Linked DNA regions of Sus scrofa: region 1 is linked to region 2. A link is a contact called in public promoter capture Hi-C data. All regions are on one chromosome and are shown on one strand. The core of a region is the stretch at or near the end of the contact, and the rest is flanking DNA. Distances in the headings are between cores, read along the strand shown. Region 1 has its middle 16 kb from the start of TWSG1. Region 2 holds the start of RALBP1 (ralA-binding protein 1).

Region 1 (3,414 bases), core at 145-2,644, 96 kb before region 2:
TCCACTTCTAAAGAAAATTTGCTGTTGATACAGAGATTGAGACATATGTAGCATATGTTTATAGGGTAAAAAAATACCACCACTGTGCCCATAACTTAGCTTAAGAGCATTATCAGTACCTTTCTATTCAGTTTTTTTTTTTAATTGTATAATTTGTATCCAATAAAAATGCCCACATCTGAAGTAGGGAGTTTGATAAATCCTAAAAAATGCATACACTGATGTTACCATCACCCAAACCAAGAAGTTCCCTTGAGCCCTCTTGCAGAGTACTGCACCCCAGAGTCCTATCACCACATGTTTCCTGTACTTGTTCTTGAACTTTGTGTATATGAACTCAAATGGTATGTACTGCTTTGTGTCTGCTTTCTTTCAACATAAGCTTTGAAATTCCGAAGCTGCATGTGTCAGTAATCCGTTCCTTTTTATGAATGAGTGGGAGTATTTTGTATAAACCTGTTTATTCACTCTCTTGTTGGTAGACACTTAGATTGTTCCCAGTTGGGGGCTTTCATGAATAAAACTGCTCTAAACACGCTGGTCTTTTTTTGTGTGTGTGAACACATTCTTTCATCACTCTTGGGTCCATACCTTGGCTACAGTCACCATGTCGTAGTGCATGGGTGTATATCTCACTTCAGTGGAAGCTGCAGTTCTCAAAGTGGCTGTAGTTTTACACCCTTCTGGCAACTGTGAGAGGCCAGGTTCCTTTGAGTCCTCATCAATATTTGGTGGTGTCAGTCTTTAGTTTTAGCATTTTAGGTGAATATGCAATGGTTACCCTCTTCTCTGATGCCTAAGAAGGTTGAACATACCTTGTAGTATGTTTAGTGGCCATTTGTACATTCTGTTTTGTGAAATGTCACATGTTTTGCTCATTTTTCATTGTGTCGTCTTTTTATTGATTTGCAGGAAGTTCTTTTCTCCACACCAATCCTTTGTCAGGTCTGTCCTAAATATTTTGACCTCGTCTATAGCTGGCCTCTCCATTTCTCTTCATGACTAGTTTCCTCACTTTCACAATACTTCTACACTGTCATGACTTTTTCAGAATACAGAGTCGATGTCCTATCAGCTGCCCTCCAAAAATGTTCCCTTCAATTACTAGCAGCTCAGCAGCCACACAGATATGCAACCATAGCTTTCAGCTTCTTAGCAACACTACCTCTATTTAATTGTAAAGCCAGTAATATTTGAGTATCAGACGTCTTGAAAAATCCTCTCCTGAATTAACCTACGGTTGTCTTGACACCCTTTACATCTTGTCTAGGTTGTCAAGCTCCTCTGTGCAGTTCCTAGTAATGCGCTTGCTTGCTTGTTCAAGTGGCATGTGGATGGACTTTAGGAAGCAGGTGACTTGTCTGAACTGTGTCCTGTTGGCAGTTTCCAGCTCTTTTGCTGATTTACACTTGTCTGTTATTCATGGGCTCAGCCAGCACACACTTGGTGGTACATGAGCTGTCCCAGGGACTGTGTCTCTTGAGAATTTACACAGCATTTACCTGGGTAATCAGTTTCTCAAACCTTTTGGTCACAGGACTTGTCTGGACTCCAAGAAGTACTCTGAGAGCTTTTGCTTATGTGCGGTATCAACTGATATGTGCCATTGTTGAAAGAGTTTTTTGGTTTTTTAGGGCTGCATTTGCATATGAGATTTCCAGGCTAGGCATCGAATTGGAGCTTCAGCTGCCAGCCTACACCACAGCCACAACCATGCCAGGTCGGAGCCACATCTGCGACCTGCACCGCAGTGCACAGCAACACTGGATTCTTTAACCCACTGAGCGAGGCCAGGGATCGAACCCTCGTCCTCAGGTATAGTGGTCGGGTTTGTTACAGCTGAGCCACAATGGGAACTCCAGTTTTTAAGGAATTTGTTAATAAATGCTTTTCATGTTGATTATTATGAAAAATATATTTCCAAAAATAAAGATCAGGAAAGTGCATTATTTTAAATTGTTGCAACTCTCTTTAATATCTGGCCAAAAAGAAGAAAGCTAGAATTTTCTGTCTGCTTCTGCACGCTGTTGTATCTGTTATTTGTTCTGTTTTGGGGTTAGTTTGGTTTGGTTGAAGAAAATCTGGTCTCAGTAGGAAAAGGAATATTTTAATAGATTTTCAGATAACTCTGGGCATTTATTCTTGAGTCCTCAGCAAATGTATATGTTTCTAAAACAATTTGTTTCATGGAATCTGAAACTATACCTGTGAATTCTTCGTAACTGTATTATGTTGAAATCCATTGATCTGGCTTGTATTTGGAATGGGTCTTTTTAACATGCATGATCTTGTGACATCATGTATTGATCATTTTGAGAATATTGGTTTACTGAGTTATTTGTGTTTCCCAAGTGTTGACACATTTCATTATACAGTACAAAAAAACCCTCAGCTTGTTAATATCACTTCTGATTTCATCAGAAATGGGTCTTTTAAGTTGTGAAATTCTAGGTGACAGATGCAAGTTATCCAAAATTCTAATTTTCACTTAAAAGCCCAAACATCATTGGCAACAAACATTGTCACTTGTTTTCCTTAAAGAGACAACCTCACTTTATGTATATGAGACTATAAAATGCCAGGAAATCAAATATGAATAACTATAGCTTGTCATCTTTTCAAGTAAAAATGATATTCCATGGAAAAAGCAGTTCAGCTCGAAACTCAAGTGCTTTTTTCCTCCAATCGTTTTACTTTGGTATGCCACAAAAGTATAGTATGAATTCTCCCCTTCTGTTACAGAGAATACTAAAAAGACATGTACTCAAAAGTTGAAATTTAATCTGATTTTTACTGCTTTATCAAGGACCTACTTAAGTGAAGTCGGCCTTTTTTTTTTTTTTTTTTTTTTTTTTTTTTTTTAAACTGAGTGTTTGGCGCTGGCTCCCAGTACAGCTGGGTACATCTGCCTCAGTTTGTTTTAAGGAATCAGCAGTTTTACAGTTGTGGCTTTAATAAAAAGGCAACACAGTTTAAAAGACAAATGCTGTCTTACCATTACTGTGAAAGTGCTTTGACTTCACAGGTCCCCCAGGCTTCTCCAGGGATCCCTGTGCATCTGTGGACTGCATTTTAAGAAGGGCTGACCTACATGGCCACTTGCTCAGTGTTCACTATGAATATGGACAAGAGGAAGCAACTAAATTATGTGGTTGGTTAGTCTTTGCTGATGACAGCAGAAACCTAAATTTATCCCAAACCAATTCCTTCATGATCATTGGTGCTTGTATAAGAATTAAATCCCACCCCCCCCCATGGCTTCCTGAGTTGGAGATCTGACAGTCTTTGCCTTAATTTTAAATTGTAGTATGAGTTCTAAGTTACTTCTGGACAGCTTTGACTATTAGAAAACTTAAAAAAAAAAAAAAAATGAAGAGCCTAGGAGCTCTCGTTGTGGTTCAGTGGTTAAGAATT
Region 2 (3,435 bases), core at 852-3,351:
TCATACAGCCATAGCTGAAAGTCTCTTCCACAGTTTCTCTTTAGGTAGGAAGCAGTGTTAGTCAGGACCTTTCAACATTATGTAAAATAAATCCAACTGAACTAGGATTTTCAGAATTTTGAGTCACAGAAAATCTCCCAATACAAACTGGTTTAAATAATACAGGAACTTTTGTTGTTGTTGTTGTTGCTTTTTAGGGCTGGAATGGAAGCTCCCAGGCTAGGGAGTGAATCAGAGCTGCAGGTGCCAGTCTACTCCACAGCCACAGATGCTGTGATGCAGGCTGCATCTTTGACCTATACTACAGCTCATGGCAATGCTGGATCCTTAACCCACTGAGCAAAGCCAGGGATCGTACCCATATTCTCACAGATGCTAACTGGATTCTTAACTGCTGAGCCACAACGGGAACTCCAACACAGGAAATTTATGGCTCACAATTCTAACGTCTATAGGATCATCTACAGGACAGGTCAAACAGGTGAGATGGGATAGTGCAGCTCTAATGTGCAGCAACACAAGGGTCTCCCAGCGCACGTTTGACAGTACTGACTTCATCATCAGGCTGTACTGGTGCCTCTCCAATAAACCCTATCCCTCCAGGCTTTCCTCTTTAGGAGCAAAACAGCTGCCACAGTTGCAGACCGCATAAACTTTCACCATACCAGAAGAGCAAGAATGCTGCAGTTTACTAGAAGCTCCAACCCAAGTCTCAGTGGATCTCGTCGGCTCTGACTGAGTTAGGTGACCATCTCTGAAAGCCTCCACCACCAAAAGGAAGAATTATGCTGTGTGGCTTAAATGGGAGGAATAAATTGCAGGAGGCAACCAACAAATATGTTCCATAACCACACAAATTAGCCCTAAATAATAATAAATAAATAGCTGCATTGGCTCTCTCGGCTAGGTTCACATACTCAAAGCACTTTAGAAAGAGGTATGCTAGCCATGCCCTCTGAAACTGAAACACAGTCTCCATGCGGTCAGCTGTTTGTTTCCTCCCTCCTCCACTAGCACTCCAAGTCTCCTTTTGGCTTCATTCATTGCTGCTGCACAAAGGCCTCTTTTTGTTGTGAAGAAGGTGGCGGTCAGCTGTTGCTACAGTAAGATGCAATCTTCCCTCCCTTTTTTGTGTTCATATAACAATTTCCAGCAAGGGGTCAATAATGCCCAACTTGGATCAGTCCTATCCCTTGGCCCAGTCGGTGCTGCCAAAGGCAGAGTATTCTAACTGGCTTGGTTAACGTGCCGATCGATCCCAGTGGTGAGGACACTGTGCTGTTGCCAGTGAGGCAATAAGAAAATTTTAAAGCTGTCAAAACAATGGCAAGCACAGACCAACTTGGTATTTTATTTTTATTTTTATTTTTCCTTTTTCAGATAAAAGTTTTCATGGGTCCTGGAGATTCATGTATCTCCAGACTTAAACAGAAGCTTTTATTTTATTTATTTATTTATTTTTGTCTTTTTGCTATTTCTTGGGCCGCTCCTGCTGGCATATGGAGATTCCCAGGCTAGGGGTCCAATCAGAGCTGTAGCCACCGGCCTACACCAGAGCCACAGGAACCGGAATCCCAGCCGCGTCTGCAGCTCAGCAGCTCACGGCAACGTCGGATCGTTAACCCACTGAGCAAGGGCAGGGACCGAACCCGCAACCTTATGGTTCCTAGTCGGATTTGTTAACCACTGCGCCACGACGGGAACTCCCAACTTGGTATTTTAATTGTGGGCTCTTCTTGAAGGTCAGACAAGGTGGCTGCACTTTATTGAGAAGGAAATGTAAAGTACGAGGGAGACCTACTGTTAGCCTTGAGTAAAGAGCAAGGCAAGATGGATTAGAGAGGTCAATCTAAACATGGAATGAAGTTCAGAGGAGCATCGCAGGTGGGAATGTGAGGATCGGGAAGCGCCATCTATTCCGGTTTTATCATTCCTCTAATAAACCGCCACACTTTATGAAACAGTAACAGTTAAAGGCCCCTGGTTTCCAGCCATGCATTAGCACAATTCTTCCAGCTTTTGTGAAGGCGTTCTGGAGGAAGTACGGTTATTTTGGTCTTCTTCTAGATTCAATGCTTTTGGTTGGCAAGCTAACCGTGCGATGGGCAGTTCTAATTAAGGAGCTCCTCGGGAAACGCCGAGCCAGAGAAGGCGGTGGGAACTGGGACCCCGTTGCACCGCAAGACCCGAGGGTTTGCCTTCTGGACACTAATTTCAGGGATGCCGAGGTCAGTCCCGGCACGGAGTCTACACAAGTTTCTCCGCGGAGGCCACGGCGCTCCCTGTGCCGCAACCCGCAGCCAAAGTCCCCACGGAAGCCGAAGCCTCTGCGCCCAATCGGGGCGGGGGGAGGCCCCACCCAAGAGCGGGCCGAGCCGGCCTCCGGGCCGGTTTAACTGGTTACGGCTGAAACCCGCCGGCGGGAAGGTCTGAGCTTCCGCAGCTAAGAAACACGTTGCCCTCCTCCAGTCCGCGGCCAGCACCGCCCCAGCGATCCTCGCAGACCTCGCTTGGGCAAGGTGCGCGTCGCCCGCCACCACCAGGAACTGCGCAGGCGCCAGCGGACTCGAGCCCGGCGCGTCCTCTCGCGCGCTCCCAGCTCTCCCCAGCGGGCGCCGGGACCGGGCAGGCGTGGTGCTTCCTGGGTGTTGTAGTGCGCTTCCTGGCGGAGGACTGCCTACAGCCTCGGCTATGGGTTTCCGTGGACTACCGCTCCCAGCGTGCTCCACGCTGGGGGCATAGGGCGCCGGCCCTCGACGGCTCCGGCCTTCAGCGCCGAGCTGGGGACCCGGGAAGCCGGCTGCGGCGGGGAAGGAGTGCGCGTGCGCGCTGGCCCGGCTCGTCCGGTTCTGTCCCAATCATTGTAAACAGGCGGAGGCTGGGGCGGGGTGGGAATGGGGTGCCAGAGGCCGGCCCAGGGCTTAGCGAAGGAGGTGGTTGCGGCGGCGGCGGCGGCGGCGTGAGAGTCGGGAAGCGGCGGCTGCGGCAGGGCAGGCGCTCACCCGGCGCGGGCGCAGGTCAGTGGCGAACGGTGGGTGGGCGGGGGTCGCGGCGTATGTCAGCCTGGAGCGGGGCCAGGCTCCTGGCCGGCGCGGCGGGGGCGGGGGCGTGGCTGCCCTAGCGGGCTGGACCCGGCGGGTTCCTCCGCGTTTCGCCCCCACTGCCGGTCTCTCCCGCTCTTCAGCTGGCCTATCGGGACTCCGCGGTGTGTCCGGGCTCTTGGGTCTAGGGGAGGAGGGTGGGTTTGGGGCTCTGCCTCAGGCAGCCACTGAGCGCGGGGATGGAGCTTGGGGACTCGGCCCTTTACGTAACCGCAGCGGAACTGTGACCGGCCTCTAGTGCTGCCAGGTGGGCGGGGAGGGGCTCGCGGTCTTCCACCGCCAGCGCGGGAGCGGCAGAGCTCCGGGGCTTCCGCGGGACCGATCCGAGGGGAAA

The links. Promoter capture Hi-C pulls out the DNA fragments that hold promoters and counts their contacts.
Region 1: a promoter capture Hi-C map of liver shows a contact between it and region 2, with 4 times the contacts expected there. The contact joins the enhancer-like site here to the promoter of RALBP1 in region 2. A contact is called at or near these places in 1 of 5 promoter capture datasets (liver), 6 of 47 Hi-C or Micro-C datasets (embryonic fibroblasts, epiblast stem cells, fetal heart ventricle and 2 more) and 1 of 2 datasets of contacts at active chromatin or transcription factors (skeletal muscle).

Annotation. Positions count from the first base shown.
Region 1 is chr6:98,692,986-98,696,399 of Sscrofa11.1, reverse strand. No RefSeq gene overlaps it. Among named protein-coding and RNA genes, the nearest start is that of TWSG1, 16 kb to the right of the region's middle. Within about 2 kb of position 1,394, at least 1 of the 83 cell types and tissues checked has an H3K27ac peak or open chromatin away from gene starts, as enhancers often do. A contact at or near this core is called in liver, where this site is marked.
Region 2 is chr6:98,597,611-98,601,045 of Sscrofa11.1, reverse strand. RALBP1 (ralA-binding protein 1) reads left to right here and starts at 2,101. Exons shown (of 11, transcript XM_003127830.6): 1 at 2,101-3,017.